Regions from separate parts of the Hordeum vulgare genome. Here region 1 is linked to region 2. Evidence: chromatin contacts called from public Hi-C data. All regions are on one chromosome and are shown on one strand. The core of a region is the stretch at or near the end of the contact, and the rest is flanking DNA. Distances in the headings are between cores, read along the strand shown. Region 1 holds the start of LOC123443147. Region 2 holds the start of LOC123413036.

The links. A called contact is a pair of places that touch in the nucleus more often than the background predicts.
Region 1: a contact with region 2 is called in a Hi-C map of leaf, with 6 times the contacts expected there. The contact joins the promoter of LOC123443147 here to the promoter of LOC123413036 in region 2. A contact is called at or near these places in 4 of 6 Hi-C or Micro-C datasets (leaf, seedling and an unstated tissue).

What each region holds. Positions count from the first base shown.
Region 1 is chr1H:436,599,723-436,603,957 of MorexV3_pseudomolecules_assembly, forward strand. It overlaps LOC123443147, which reads right to left and starts at 2,495. Exons shown (of 4, transcript XM_045119467.1): 1 at 2,343-2,495; 2 at 1,843-1,867; 3 at 950-1,459; 4 at 257-697. The coding sequence starts at 1,270. The coding sequence ends at 536.
Region 2 is chr1H:436,429,976-436,434,733 of MorexV3_pseudomolecules_assembly, forward strand. LOC123413036 reads right to left here and starts at 3,460. Exons shown (of 1, transcript XM_045105985.1): 1 at 2,621-3,460. The coding sequence starts at 3,225. The coding sequence ends at 2,716.

The sequences.
Region 1 (4,235 bases), core at 1,245-3,744, 170 kb after region 2:
CAGAGGCCGGACTAAGCCTTCTTTTCTAAAAAAAATGGACCGAAGCCTGAGACGCGGCTGAAAACTAGCTTGGCACGAGGACGTCATAATTTATTCGTCGGGTGCGCTGTGGACCAAAAGGGTGGAGTTGCTCTAACTCTGCGAGGCTGCTCATCACCGGCGACATCGACGCTATGGCAAGAACACTGACGCATGCATACGGCACGCCACACTCTGATGCACGCACGCACAAACCACAACACACCACACTGCTGCATGCAAAATAAAAGATGGCTGGCCCAAATCACAACCACCTCTTTTTTCTTTGAACTTCTGAGAACTCATTCATCGGGCGAGAAGAACGCCACTCGATCCCGATGAAGATCATGAGATGAAGAACGGCATTCGATATAGAGGCGAGACTAACTAGGCATGCATCAGGCAATGAGTACAACCAGTCCAGCATTTTCCTTGGTGCACCTACAAACAGCTCCGTCATTTCTCGCCCCTTACCCACTATACAGATTACAGCCAAACATGACAGACACGAAGAGAATCATGGCGGCAGGAAAGAGCGGCGATTGTCATCGTGCGGAGGCCAACGCACGCCTTCTCTCGGGCAGGGAAACAGTAGGGGCGCCGGCTGCGCCAGGAACGTCGGGTACCGCTGCCCCGGCATCACCACCGTCAGGTCCGCCGCCGCCACCACCACCTCCATCTGCAATCACAAAATTAACAATCATCAGGGATTGATTCAGGTGAGGTGAGGTGAGGTGAGGCTCGTGCTTTCCTCCCTTTCACCTGAGGCAGCAGCGAGCCCGTACCGTACGCACGTAGTCATATGCTACTGCAGACACGAGCGCGACACGACGTGTGCGCGCTCTTGTCACTGCTGACACGGTGCACGTGAACCGAATGCATATGCACGGCCACGGATGGTATGAGCAGAACCTTGTTTGATGGAGCATACCTTGGGCGGAGGCGCGAGCTTCTCCGGCGAGCCGCGGTCGCGCTGGTGCCGGCCGGAGTGGGACGGCTGGGCATCGCCGTCGGCGTCGCTGTCGGCGTGGGAGCCCCGGGAGGCCGCCCAGCCGGGCTTGATGAGGTGCTCGAAGATGGCCATGAGGAGGAACATGGCGATGAGGATGGCGGTGGCCGCGAAGCCGAAGGAGATGGCGCTGGCGTTCGTGGAGGAGGCGGCCGCGGCCGCGGCGCCGTCGTCCCGCGCGTCGCCCGACGGTGTCGCCGCGGCGTCCCCCATCCACGACCGCTGCCCCGCGAGGCCACTCATCGCCAGCTCGAGCTCGCTCGCACACTTGTTGGGAGATCTTGTTGGGAGGCCGCCAGCCAGGTTCTTGGATTGTGCTGCTAGGCAGAGGAAATGCAGGCACCAAATACGGCTGAGTTCATCGTGTCCTTATCTGAGTTATCTTCTCCTCACCATGCGCATGTGACGCTCCTCCTGAGGACGTATCACGTTCTACATGTGAAGAGAGGTAGAAAAAGATAAGAAAACTGGTACCTTCCACTCCAGAGCATTTCTTTTTTCTTAAGCAAGATTTGGTTGGATAAGCACTCGTGGTGTGGCAATCCGAACCACACCACACCACACCACACCACGTACGAGCAGGAATCACAGTGCTATGGAATGGAACCAAAATGCAGAGCATTCAGCAACTTTTATGTTGAACCTCTCCTGTTTCTGTCCCTCATCAAGTCAAGAATAAAGCCGAAAAGCATGCAGAAAAAGGGAGAAGAAGAGGGGAGGACGGGCTGAAACCCAAGAAGAAGCAAGTACTCATTCTTGAACCCCGGGGAGTCAGTACGAACACCCAGATTGCAGGCGAAAGAAGCTCCGCTCACCTTTAGCTGTACCACCTCCCTCTCCCTGCACCAGCCAACAAGAGAAGAAGCATCAAGTCCTCGAGCCAAATGCCAAGAACCAACCCTACAAGACGGACGGACGGACGAGCAATACAGCTCGAATGCAAGTCTCTCTCTGCTTAATAAAGGGAGGAGATCTCACTTGGGCTGCTGGGCAATGGTGGCGGTGGGGAGGGAGGAGTGGTCAAGAGGGGGGGAGGAACAAAGGGAAAAGCTGGGAGAACAAAAAGAGCGTGGGCTTGGGGGCTGCCCACCTTCTTCTACAGGGATTCAACAGCCCGATGATGCATGAGACTGGTGAGAGGTAAGGCTGCTCCAAGAATGGCGCCCAAAAAATGAGATCACAGAATCGTGTTTGGGCAGCTCAAATCAAAAGGAGCGGCTCCTCATCCCCATGCACATCAACCACATGACCCTACGACCCATCGTAGCACCTTGATTTGTAGTAGTAGAGCAGGGTGGGGGGTTTGAGACCTGACCTGAGAGCATAGCAGAACAGAGGAGGAAGGAAAGAGGGATGTGGAAATGATACTACAAAAGGGGAGCCAAGCAAAAGGCAAAGCTAGAGAAAGGAAAAGGGGAGCAAAAAAAAAAGCAGCAGCACATGAAAAGAATAGATGGAGGTCGCAGGATCCCCAATCAGATTTTGAAAGTCAGTGTCAATAATGGTGCGGTGCGTGTCAGGCGGCTCAGGTAAAACAGCAGCGTTCTACTGCTCCTGCTGCCGCAGCGCGCCCGCCCGTTTCCATCTCACCGGCAACGCATCTCCACATGTGACGTGAGTGAATCGTGATGTGACATGACATACGTATAATACTACACGCAAGTTATTTCAGAATTTGGCAACATGCATGCTGTTAGAACCAAGGAGATGAGGGAATGGAGGAAGCAAAGCACATCTCTTTGCTTGCAATGGGAAAAAGGGAAAAAGGCGACGGGAGGAAGAATTTGTTTGTTGCCATGGGGAAGCAAGAGCTGCCTCGTACACTGTATATTTATTTTCATTTTGCAGGTGGATGTGTGTGTGTGTTAAGAGGGTGTTTGGATACTCTCTAGTCATGTGACTAGTAGTAGTCAGACTAAAAGTTTTTAGTCAGGCCCTGTTTGAAAGGTGACTACTACTAGTCAGCATTAAATGTCTCTGTATTAAATTATTCTCATTTATCTTCCTTTCATTGACGTGCCAGTATGGGAGGATGAGCCTGCAACAGGATGGGCCCGCCAATTAATTAGAGAAGAGACTTTAGTCACTTTTAGTTGGGGGTGGGGTGACTAGGGACTAAACTAGTTTTAGTCACCCATTAGTCAGGGGTGTTTGGAGATTTACTGACTAAAGGTGACTACTACTAGTCTCTAGTCTCTAGTCTCTAGTGATCCAAACACCCTCTAAAATGGGCGACAGGGAGGCATGGCCTTCTGAGGCTCCAAGGCAACAGGGGTCCTACTGCAAGACTGCAACCACATGACTGACCATCGTACACTCAATTGTACAGCCAGCTCTGCATCTGAATCTCTGCTATACTCCCACATCAAGTCATGAATCGGACGCAGTACTGATCTCCAAGGCAAGCACACTGCATGGTCTAATTATCATCATCAGCGTCTGTGTGTCTGTGATGACACTTACTATATATTGAGCATTTTGAACAACAACTCTACTCCACTTTGCAGCGCCACTGGCCTCTTGCTGCATGATGCATCAGTGTGCATGGGTACAACGCAAGATAGGCTGTCTGTCAGCTACGCACGGAGCGACATGGCACGAGCCTGGTTGCCACATGAGATGGAGTGCCCGTCGCCAACATGCCATTTAACTATGTCTGAGGAAGTAATTGTCTGGTGCCCCAGGCCTCCAACCCCTAACCAACATTCAACCAAACTTGTAGGGAAGCCGGGATATAATTATAAAACTGAATCTAGCTACTAGCCAGCCTGATAATGAGTATATTTTTCTCGTGGTCGTGGGTACGTACCGTCAAATCTTGGTCTTCATTCTTGAGTTCCGAGGATGAACTGTGCAGTGAGACCAAGATAATTGGAGCCCATGCGTTCAGGTGCGCCAAAACCCCGCATAGGATCCGCTCAGCAGGCCGCAGATCAGGCCAGAAAGCTGCGTCAACAATCACCGGCGGAATGGCTAAATCTACCTGCTGCCTTGTTTCACTTTTCTGCATGGTAGTCTGCACGGCAACGATCGTATCGCATCGCGGTAATCAATCATCAGTGTATCTACGTACCACGGATGCGCTGTGCGTACCAGTAAAAGTGAGCAGTGCTAGTAGTACTATGATTGCCACGGCGACTTGGGTGATGTTCAGCTGGTGACCGATGATTTTAGGGTCCACGAGATGAAGTGAAATTACTCTTGCTTA
Region 2 (4,758 bases), core at 2,210-4,709:
AAAAGTTTTAAAAAAAATAAAAAATGATAATTTTGATATAAAATGTTTAATAATTCATAAATGTTTGCGGATTCAGAAATTTTATGCGATTTAAAAAATATTCATATACTTAAGAAATGTTGACAAATGATTAATAATGTTCATGAAATAAAAAAATGATGATTTTTTGAAGTTCGAGTATTCAAAAATGTTAATATTGAATAAAGTTTCTCCAACTCAAAAAATGTTCATTGATTGAATTTTTTATAAACATTTAGAAACTGTTTGCGGATTAAAAAATAGTTTATTGATTCATGAAACCTTTGCTGATTCTAAAAGATCATGCATTTAAAAAAATCATCAATTTCAAAAATTGTTCAACCAAATTCAAAAGATATATTCTTCGACTAGACATGTTCGTCGGTTCAAGAATTGTTTTTTACAAAAATCTCATTTTTTTTCTTTTTGGAAATTGTCTAAAATGTTTGTGAATTCAAAAAAAATCATGATTATGGAAAATGTCCAAGAATTTTAAAAGTGTTCATGTTTCAAATATGTTCATGATTTTTTTTCATGATTTCAAAACCGTTCACAATTTCATGAAAATGAGAGTGATAGTGCATCTCGATGATGCAACAAAATGTGGTCATGGCCATTAGAGATTATGGTTTTTCTTCTCCCGTTACAACACACGGGCCATATTGCTAGTATTATATAAATGAGTACTTTCCTTTTTTACATGGTGAAATAAAATTCAATTTTTTTAAAAAAATATCATGATTTTAATTTTTTGTGTGAATTTTGGAAAACAAAAATCGTGAATCTTGGAAAATGTTTGTGAATTAAAAAATGTTGACAGGTTTGAAAACAGTTCACGCATTTGAAACAAGCTCTTGGATTTGTAAAAAAAAATTAACCTTTGAAAAAGTTCATGTATTTAAAAATAAGGTCACAAATTTCAAAAAGTTCATCAATTCCGAAACGTCCCCGAAACTGGAATAGGGTCATAAATTATATTTTATTTTATTTAAAAAATCTAAAAAAATGAAAACAATATCACGAATGAAAAGAAAAACGCGCATTTGAAAAAAAATCGACGAATTTGTAAAAGTTTATCAATTTTAAAAATAACAACAAATCAAAAAAAGAAGGAAAAAATAAAATAAGTAACTAAAAAACAAATTAAAAACAAAAAGGAAAAGAGAGAGAGAGAAAATAAATAAAAAAATACTATAATAAAACCAGACTAGGAAGCATGTGGAAGCTTAAAAAATTGTAATGCACCAGATGGAACCTACACGCACTATTGTTTTGAGGCAATCTCATGAAGCTTATATTTAATCGTTACAGTGTTTACAAGGGAGAAAGAAACATTACCAGGGTGGCCTGCTAAAATGACAGTCAAGCCATAGAGATAATTCATGTTTTGTTAGAGTGTGATCTTAGGCTGCTCCCAATGCTTCACTTTGGATAGGTGCTAAGCATGCCAACAAGGCAAAATCCTATGTGACAATCTAATTAAAAAGAGATAGAGGAGTTTGGTGTCCTCGAAAGAAAACAATGCTAGTCACGAAAACCTAAGCAAAACATTAAAAATGAAGGAAACTAGCCTATACATGCAAGATTTTAGTTGCTAAATGAGACAACCTTAGCAACAACAAACTAAGAGGGTGCTTGGATCTAAGGCACTAAAACTAGTCTGACTAAACTAGTCTTTATAAAAGGCTAAAGTTTCAAGCACCACTGACTAAAGAGAGGCTAAAACTAGTCTTGAGGCTAAAATCTTTTAGTCAGGGGTACCCCTACTAAAATGTGCATTAGTCCTCTCTTTCCTCATTTAACTCCTCAGGCAAGTTCTGGATTGCAGGGTTTGGAGGATAACAAATGCTCATTAACTTGATTTTAGTCTCTTTAGTATTTGGATCCAAGCATGTTTAGTCTCATTACTTTTAGTCATGGGACTAAAATGTATCCAAACACCCTCTAAGTACCAATGCACTAGAGATTATGATTGCTTAACATATCTAATGCTCTTAGCACCTCACTTAGCACCTTTGCATTGGAGGAAGCCTTATAAACTGATGAACTTTGACATGAACTATGTTATAAATAGTAAAAACCGGCGAAAGGTCAATGATCTCGTGGATAATTGGTCCATAGCTTGCAGAACTTCCTTGTTTCACGTGCATCCTCTGAATATACACGTCTTCTGAGAGGTCGACAGCAAGAGCTTCCAGCGTAATTGGGTCAGAGATAGCCTTGAAAACAACGGCAGATGGGCCAAGCCCAGGACTGCTTACCCGACAGCTGCGTCTCCCACCCGATGACAGAGGATGCGCACGAACGAACGAACGAGCTCCCGGTGTCGTTTGACTCCGATCTCCGGCGGACCGGTGGTCGTCCCGTGGTGGCATGCATCGGTCCATCGGAGACCAACAGAATTCCCGCGCGACACGGCCGTGGCCCACGCTCCCAGTCTCATCGATCGTCGAGATCTAAAAGCGCACAGAACCCACAACGGAGCAAGCACGCATGCGCGCGGCGGTCGGCATCGGCATGGCGAGCTTTCCTCGGTTCCTCCTCGACGAAAACCAACGGAAAAACGCAAACAACGACGAGCACCGCACCGCACCGCAAACAATTGACCAAGAGATTAATAAGTAACAAGAGAACAAAGTATTGAAGCATTCCTTAGATTTCGCTACAGCGGGAGCGGCTCGGTGGACCGATCGGGCATCACAACCGGAAAAGCTTCTTGCACGCCTTGAGAATGTTGCCGCTGCCTCTCTTCTTCTTCGCCGGGGTCGCTGTTCCCTGCTCCCGCTTGGCCCCCTCTTTCGCCTCGCCTTCTTCTCGCTGCCGCGCCTCCTCCTTCTTCTTCTTCCCTTCCTCCTCCTCGTCGCCGCGCTCCTCGGGCACTGCATTCTGGTCGCCGCCGTGGTCGATGTCCCCGTCCATGTCGTGGATCCTCCAGTAGTACCCGTCGCCCTTGCCGGGCGCCGCCGGGTGCCTCCGCATGGAGAAGGCCCTCCTCATGGTGCCCCTGGCCCGGTCGCCGGACCTGCTGCAGAGCCTCTGGGAGCCGGTGGAGAAGGTCCTCGCGAGGGTGACCGCCCCGATGGCCAGCCCTTCCCACGCATTGGTCTCCTTGGTGTTGGTCAGCTCCAGAGACCGCCTGGCCCGGGCGCCCTTGGTCACCGCCGCCAGCGGAGGGGGCGAGGAGGCGAGGTTGGAGTAGCCATTCATCTCAAGCAAATGGATCTTGCTTCCTGCTTCCGCGAGATGGAGCTGGTAATCAAGGACACCGTGCGGGGAGCTAGGCAGGTGCTGCTGATCAGCACAAGGACAAGATCATGGACAATGAGAGTTGGTGAGCCCCGTGGGAGCATCCAATATTTTGGCCAGAGATTTATATTCACCTCCTGTCTCCTGCACACCACTTCCTTGTATATATACAGCCTCGAGCTCGATGCATGAAGGCCTCGGTGGTTTGTTTACGCTTTAGCCATGGTTAGACGGTTGGAGTTAACCTAGTTTTTCAACGGGTAACAACAGGTCGGTGCATGGGGGTTAATTAGGGGTGGGTTCTCTTCTGCCTGCGAGGGCGTGTCAGGCGCTCCGGTTTTTTATGCGTGGGATAGGGAGATGTCTGTTGGAAGACGAAGCAGATGGCTCCGTTTTTTTGGAGGGGAAGCACGCACGGTGCTCGTCCTCGTCGTCGGTTTTATATGCGGCGGCCACGTGATTCTGGCGGTTTTATAATGCTCTCTGTTCCTAGTGTCTTTGACTCTAGGCGGCACTTGGGCAGTGGTTACTAGCACTGGTTAAAAGTAAGTAAGTCAGGGCCGGCTCACATGCCGATCGATGTGCTAATGTCTAGCTCGTTGAAAATCGGTCACGGTGAGCGGGGAGACGTCGGGTCAAATGGAATCCACTGCGGCGGGCACACATGGACCTTGTCGGGCAGATGTTCTGTTACCAGCGGTGCTACGTACAACTTTTAACCTTTATAGCCCCCCCTTACCACGCAGTTTGACACGACTTCGTGTTGTTGATGTGAGTAAAGGAGCTGTGAGGGTGATGGCACACTCGAAAGAAAGGAACACCGTTGGTTGTCTATTTCCATTATTAGAGGAAATGGGAGAAAGAACCGGTGTGTCGACCATGCTCGTACAGCTCGAAAAGACGTGCAGCTTCCGTTCAGGCTAGCCGCCACACGCCGGTGACACAAGTAAGTGATCGTGCCCTCAGGAAATGGGAGCACGTTTTCTTTCCTTTACAAAAAGAAACGTGTTTTCCCTTTTTCGAAGATACGATCGTGTCTTTTACGAAACCAAATCTGTGTGTTCATGAGTAGTAAATCCGCACCTCTTGCAGAATTAAAAAAAGAAAATATGTTTTTCTTTTTTTTTTCTGAGAGGCACAAATCCATTCCTTTCGCAGCATAAAAAACTAAACATATTTTTTCTCTTTTCCGAGAGTCACAATATCTCTCTCAGAAGAAAATCCATAAAAAACTAAATGTGTGCCTCTCACGAAAGGAAAAAAGAAAGAAAACATGCATTTTCCTTTCCTAGAGACATGACTCGCGAAAGCAAATTCATGTCTTCACGAGAAATATATGCGTGCCTTTCAGAGAACGTGCCAAGTGACATGCTCTTAATCCATCACAAGTAACCTTTGAAGGGGCTCTCGACGGAGTACCCTTCATTTAGTTGCTCTCGACGTTCACTCGTTACCGGGGACGGAGCCAACGTTCATGCATAAGAGGGGCAAGTT